2 separate regions of the Mus musculus genome follow, and region 2 is linked to region 1. The links are chromatin contacts, called in public Hi-C maps. All regions are on one chromosome and are shown on one strand. Each heading gives the region's core, a stretch centred on a gene start, on an enhancer-like site or on the middle of the called end of the contact. The rest is flanking DNA. Distances are from core to core; before and after follow the strand shown. Region 1 overlaps Gm40287 (a long non-coding RNA gene). Region 2 holds the start of Greb1 (gene regulated by estrogen in breast cancer protein).

Evidence for each region. A called contact is a pair of places that touch in the nucleus more often than the background predicts.
Region 2: a contact with region 1 is called in a Hi-C map of uterus, with 6 times the contacts expected there. The contact joins the promoter of Greb1 here to the enhancer-like site in region 1. A contact is called at or near these places in 2 of 39 promoter capture datasets (the C10 cell line and hippocampal neurons), 1 of 484 Hi-C or Micro-C datasets (uterus), 1 of 115 datasets of contacts at active chromatin or transcription factors (astrocytes) and 1 of 9 other capture datasets (adipose tissue).

The regions. Positions count from the first base shown.
Region 1 is chr12:15,616,079-15,619,355 of GRCm38.p6, forward strand. All of the region lies in intron 1 of Gm40287 (a long non-coding RNA gene), which reads left to right. Among named protein-coding and RNA genes, the nearest start is that of Gm40287, 11 kb to the left of the region's middle. Within about 2 kb of position 1,528, at least 58 of the 459 cell types and tissues checked have an H3K27ac peak or open chromatin away from gene starts, as enhancers often do. A contact at or near this core is called in uterus, where this site is marked.
Region 2 is chr12:16,799,100-16,802,336 of GRCm38.p6, forward strand. It overlaps Greb1 (gene regulated by estrogen in breast cancer protein), which reads right to left and starts at 1,787. Exons shown (of 35, transcript NM_015764.4): 1 at 1,548-1,787.

The DNA of each region.
Region 1 (3,277 bases), core at 278-2,777:
CATTAACATCTCAGTCTATAGATAGACATATATTATAGAGGGAGGGACTCAGGTCCTTCTACTGACATTTTACATGGATCCACATGTTTAGAAGAGTCCAGTTCGTCCATATCTCCATCAGCATCTCAGAAGCTTTAAGGTAGCTTCATTTGTATCATGGCCAAACTCGTTTAAAACATTCAGCTTAGCCACATACATTGTCATGAATGAAGTAGTCAATCTAGGTAAGAGTTGCCAGTGCACAGGCTTTGAAAGCTGCATTGTAGTGCTGGACAACCATTGACCTAAGAGAGAAAACAAATTAGAAGGCAAGAAGGTGGGTTAATAACACACAGCACATAAAGCTAAGAGGCAGGGTGGTAGATAACATAAGTGTTCCTATGATTGCTGCGTCCCAGGTTGGCAGTCTATTCCTGAACATGGGATGGTCTAAAACCCAAGCTGCTCATACGCAATGGCACTGAGATTGACCAAGCTGCCCATATGCAATGGCTCTGAGATTGAGTTTGATTTTCTGTCTTCATTAGACTAAGTGAAATGTTCTCTTTCTCTCAGGTGACATGTCTAAGAATTCCTTCAGAAAATGAATTTCCTACTATGTGTTAAGTAGCAGAGCTTTTGTGGGCTCTCTGAGTCTAAAATAGCTTTGCCATTTGTGAGCAGTCTTCCATTAACATGGCTTCCAAGCTCCCTTGAAGGGTGCTGTTGGAATCTGGTATGTTAAGATAAGGCATTTAGGAATCTTTTCCCACTTTCTCTGGGAGACATCACACACATTCCTGGATCTCTTGGCCAACCCTGACCCATGAAAACGTACTGTAACTATAGTAGCAAAAGGACAATGTTATGTTTTAAACTGAAAGCTTATAAAAGCATTTTAATCACTTATACATTATAAGGGAAAGTTATTTTTTACTATTATTTTTCATAAAACTATCAAAGAAGCCTTATAAGTTTTATGAACACTGTGTTTTTATGATCTCCTTTATTAATAAAAAGCTAATATTGTAATTGTTTCTGTGGTAACAGAATGATTACATAAATGAATATATTTAAGATAACTGCATACTCACTCCCCCCCCCCCTCTTTTCTTCATACAAAGTATGTACGTTTTCTTTAGAATCCAAATTTGTGCTTTGGGAAAGGCAGCCGAATAGCCAACGTTGTAATTTTATGAAACCACAAAAGGTTCTCTTATAAAGGGCTCTGACTTGAATGCACACTAAAAGGAAATTAATAGTCTCAGTTCAAACATCCTCCTTAATCCATCTCCTTTTGCCTCTTCTAGGCAAGAGAAGAATGCAGTTGTCACACTGGCTTAGGGAAGGGACAAGTGTTGAGCAGCAGGCTGCTGGCATGAAACCATGGAAGCTGGTCCTGGGGTATCTCAGCAGCCTTGAGGGAGCTGCCAGGCCAGAGATGTGTAGTGTGTCATTATCAATTTGCACTCTGATTTCCTAACAGTTCAAGAGGCCTTTTGACAAAAGCCTGCGTGCAGATCTAATAATAACTCTGGATTTTTGCTGAATGTCTCACAACCTGGGAACAGGCCCAATTGCTGAACATACTTACACTGCATGAGTTTGTTTTACTGAGCCTAAAAGGGACAGCCAAGATGATTAGAAAATGTGCTCTTGGGGAATGGTCCCCTTTTTAAATGCCTCTTTTAATAGAATTTCCGGTTGTTTCTAAGTCTGCATCCCAAGTGAGTAACTATTGCAATTGGGGATCAGAGATCTGTTTTCTGGGTCTAATGTAGATTCACATGGTCCTTATTACTAACCATATTATATTATAAGAATATCTAATGACCAAGACTGACCTACTTCTTGCTATTTAAACACAAAAGATCTAGCCTGTTTACAAGTCCCAATATGCATTTAAATCTCACAGCTAGCTGAGAGTCATACTCCTTATCAGTCTGGTTTCCCATTAGAATGTCCATTGGTAATTTGTATTCATTTTAGTCCATGGGAGTATATGGAAATACCTCCACCTCCACCTCTAAACATTCGTGAATTTGTTCAAAAAATGTAGTGTTTTCTGACCATTTCTATCTTCTAATGCAGTGTTCATCAAGGCAAATGGATCCTCCCACATTGTTGCCCAAGAGGCCAAGTTCTCATATTGTCAAATGAAAACAGTCTAGCACATGCTTAATATGAGGACAGAGAGTGGGAAGGAGAAGGGGATGGGTTCATATCTCATTCTCAACACCAGGGATTGTGCCATGCCTTGTTCAAATGAGAAACACGTGGTTCTGTGTCACTGGTCTCATTCTGTGCCTTTCCATTCCCCAATTCTCTGATCTTTGCATCTCTACCTCCTGATTAATATAATTTTGGATGTGAAATATCCTCCAAAGGCTGATGTGTGAAAACCTTGATCCCCATGGACCTATTGGAGGTGGTAACACATTCAGAGGTAAAATCTTTATGGAGGTAGTTAAGTCACAGAGGAATGCCTTGAAGGATATAGATATTAGAGGCCTGGACTCTTCCTCTAACCATTCCCTTTCAGATTATATAAAGCATAGCAGATTTCTGCTGCCATCTCTCACAGTTGTCATGCACCATGGTACCCTAGACCAATAGCAACACAGCCAAGCAACTATGAATTGGAATCTTTGAAATTGTAAGCCAAGTAAATAATTCCTCATTGTAAGTTGTGTCTCTTGGATATTCTATCACGGTGACACATAAAGATAACTAATACATCAACTCATTATATAGCATATATAGGTCTCAAAACTGAGATCTCTTGTATTATTTGCTCTCTTCACATGTCCAATATGAAACAGGGAAGAAGCTCAAAAACAGAAGAAAAAACTAAAGCTAAAAATTGTTATCAAACTAATGTTCTGGTAGTTTTAATAATTCTTGAAAGCATTGTGAGTAGAGAAGGTTCACATGGTATCACTATATATTAGATGCAAGATATACAACATGATACAAACATGAAGTGACTTTACATCACATAGAGTTATATCCTTCAGCAGACATAAGCGTGTCCCTTCAAAACTTTACCTAGAATTGAACATTCAACCTCTCCTTTTAGATATTTACAGAGATATAATAGTCTGCCCATTGTCTATAGTTAACTAATCACATTGCTATTAAGTACAGAACTATTAAAAATAATTTCTCTCTTGTATTGAGTTCATTTGGCATTCTATAAATGTCCTCTTGTCTTTGAAATCACTCTGGCCTCTGAGAGCTCAGGAATGAAAAAAATATCAATATCCTTGTCTGTGAGACCTTTGAAAACCATTCCAAG
Region 2 (3,237 bases), core at 537-3,036, 1.2 Mb after region 1:
CTGGGCAGGGGACAGGGGGCTTGGTCTCACCTTTGTCACACTCTCCTTTCTTCCCCTCTGGGTTTTCTGACCTGTTATTGGCTCTGCTTGGAAGTTCTCTGCTGAGAATCTGTAAGTAAACTGAAGCCCCAGAGTGGATACAGTAAAAGGAAACTTCTAACTTCAAGTGAAACAGTAGGACGCAAGGTCGCGGAGGCTCAGTGAGTGGTTTCCTGAGCCAAGGGGCAATCAATGCTGTATTAAGCACAGAAAGCTTAGCTGAGCTTGAAGATTACAACATCTGATTAAAATTATTAAACAAGAGTACAGCTACAAAGCCACACAAAGGATAATTTCAAATTGTCTACCAGTCTAAGACTACAACTGCTGTCCCCATGTTTAAAACATTTTAAGCCACAAACCGCTTTAGTCACCTTCAATAACAAGAAGGGCCAAGGTGGAATGCCAATTTCAAACCAAAATGACTTCTAACTCCGTGAAGAATACTCTTATCAGAATGAGGAAGAACGGATATCCCGAAGCAAATGTTGCGGGATAACCAAAAGTCACAGATCCTACTGTAAACTTTAAATGAGCCAAAGTTCAGCGTGGGAGGTTGGGGGGGGGCGTAAAGAAACTAAGAAAACCGAGATGGACTCTAAATTAAAACTCCCAGCAACATCAGCCCACCAAGCAATGCAAACTCAGACCTGCACACGTCTTTTTGAGACTAAGTTCAGAATCATCTTGTGTGACGCCCATTGTTAAAGGCAAAAGATTGTCCTTGATGGGACTAAATGGGTGTTTATTTGGTTAAATTTACACATTCATGGTTTTAAAGGGCTAATAAAACAGCATTTCAAGCCCTGGGGCAACACTTGACTCTATAATAAAAGTTGATTCAAGAAAAACTTCAGTCTATAAAATAGGTAATTTCTTTTGGTTGCTCCTCAGGACCAAGGATTAAATGAGGTTTGACAGCAAATGGCCCAGTGTCTCTCTGCATGGAGTGTCTCCTGGCCTTCCTCCACAACCCTAACCCTGATCACTGGTGGGCTGGCGGACGCGTGTGTGTGTGTGTGTGTGTGTGTGTGTGTGTGTGTGCGCGCGCACACACACACACACACACACACACACACACACTTTCTTGGACTTCAGCCAGTAGCCTTTGTTTGTGGCTCCCAACGGAGATCCAATAACCAAACTCAACCAATGATCACCACAGCCACCAGCCTTTCACAGGCTGGCCACTCTGGGAAGAAGTCCCATTTCTCCCTTGTCCCACGTGCTGCAGAAGACGCGGCTGCCACCACCCCCGGGGGGCAGCGGGCGGCAAACAGCCTCCCCAAAACGGAGCCGCGGTGTACACAACCTGGAGCAGTGCTGTCTTTTTCCTAAAGTTCTTACCTACGCAGCCGAAGCCTTCACCATGTGCCAGGAGCGCTCTGGCTCGTTCTGGCTGTGGCTCTAGATGGCTCTCTCACTCACTCACACACACGCGCACACACTGACATGGACACCTCCCACACCCCTTGGCGCAAGACCCCCAGCCCTGCGGCCACCCTCACCTCGCGCCCTTTGTCCTCATCCGGCGTCCTCGGAGCCCGCGCTACCGGAGCCGGCGCTGCGCAAAGCCCGGAGCCGCGGAGCCTGAGAGTCCGCCCGTCCGGGTCTTGCGGGCCACCGTGATTGGGGGGCGGGGGGGGGGGGCGGCAAGGGGAGACCTGAGCTGGGACTGCTGCTCCGGCTCCGGCTCCGTCCAGGTGTAGGCACAGGAGATTGGCTTGCCCCGTCCCGTCCCCGCTGCAGGCACCCACCGCCTCGCTGGGTTCTCACGGGGTTCCCGGTTTGGGAGGGGTCCGCGCGGAAGTCGGAAGCCTCCGGGGACAGAGGTCATTTGTTGCTTGGCCACAAATGCCCGAAGAGGAGGTGGGGTTGGGAGGACGAACCAGTGAGCAAGACCCCCCCCCCCTCCCAGATGTCTCCACCCGGCGCAGGGCGTGTCTGTGGACCGCAGGACAATACCCCTGCAGTTCAAGCCGACAGAGGTAGGGGACTTAGGCCCCCAACAGTGGAGATTGATGAACGCCCTACAATAAGGAAGTTGCCTAACATCAGCAGAGGAAGAGCCTGGAACCCCTAATACTAGCGGGTGGAGCCAGAACTTTCCCTGATGCGAGAGTGGGTCAGAAGGATGAGCACTGGAGGGAAGGAGCAAACCTGCACTTGCCGGTGCAAACCTTTCTGGCCCCTGTAACACAGAGGTGGCTGCGAGCAGCCAGCAGAGAAAGTGGGGGAAATTGAGGGAGCCAGACCACAGAAGGAACCCATGGTCATCAAAGCTTCCTCCTCCTCCTCCTCCTCCTCCTCCTCCTTCTTCCTCCTCCTCCTCCTCCTCCTCCTCCTCCTGCTCCTCCCTCTTCTGGAAATCCCTGTGTGTTTAGAACTTGCCAGAGACATCCCGAGCACCTTGTACCCTCCTGCCATTCAAGAACCCCAGCCATGCTAGCGAGATGCTAAGTGGGTACAGGAGCTTGCAGCCAAAAACTGAACCCCTGTGTTGGATCCTAGTTACTCACTTGAGGAAAGGTAAGAAGCAACTGCTGCAAGCTGTCCTCTGTTCCCCAAACTGCAACACACATCGAATAATAATAACAACAACAACAACAGCAGAGCGCTTGAGCCAGCCTCACAGCCAAAGGTCCTAGAAAAACAGGGAGCCTGTCTGACTAGGAGCAGGAGACAATAGGAGAATAAGCATCAATCTCCCACAAAATGGGCAGGTTGAGGAATGCTCTCCTATCCCCACTTTCCTAATGGCAGGGGCATCAACTTCCTATTCTAATTAGGAACTATTCCAAGCACAGTCGAGACTAGGAACAGTTAACATGATGAGCCCCGTGCCTAAGACCTAGCCAAGCCTAACTGACTGCAGATGTTTGTGTAATGAAATTATTCAAGAAGTAGTCCTGTCGATAGACTGATTGCCTAGGATGGGGTGAGTTCCCCAGCCATACATAAATATAAGTCAAGCTTGGTGGCCCATGCCTGTAAAGTCAGCTCTCCAGGAAATGAGACCTGGAGGATCAGAAGTCACTGTTGGCTACATCAAATTTGAGGCTAGCCTGTGCTAAGTAAAACAACAGCTCAAGAAAACAAAACAAACAACAAAAACCCCATACAGTTGGAGTCCTCAGCCAGCCATGTAGGCTGCAGCTCTTTCCTCTCAATCTATACTGTACCAGAAGGTAGGTATGT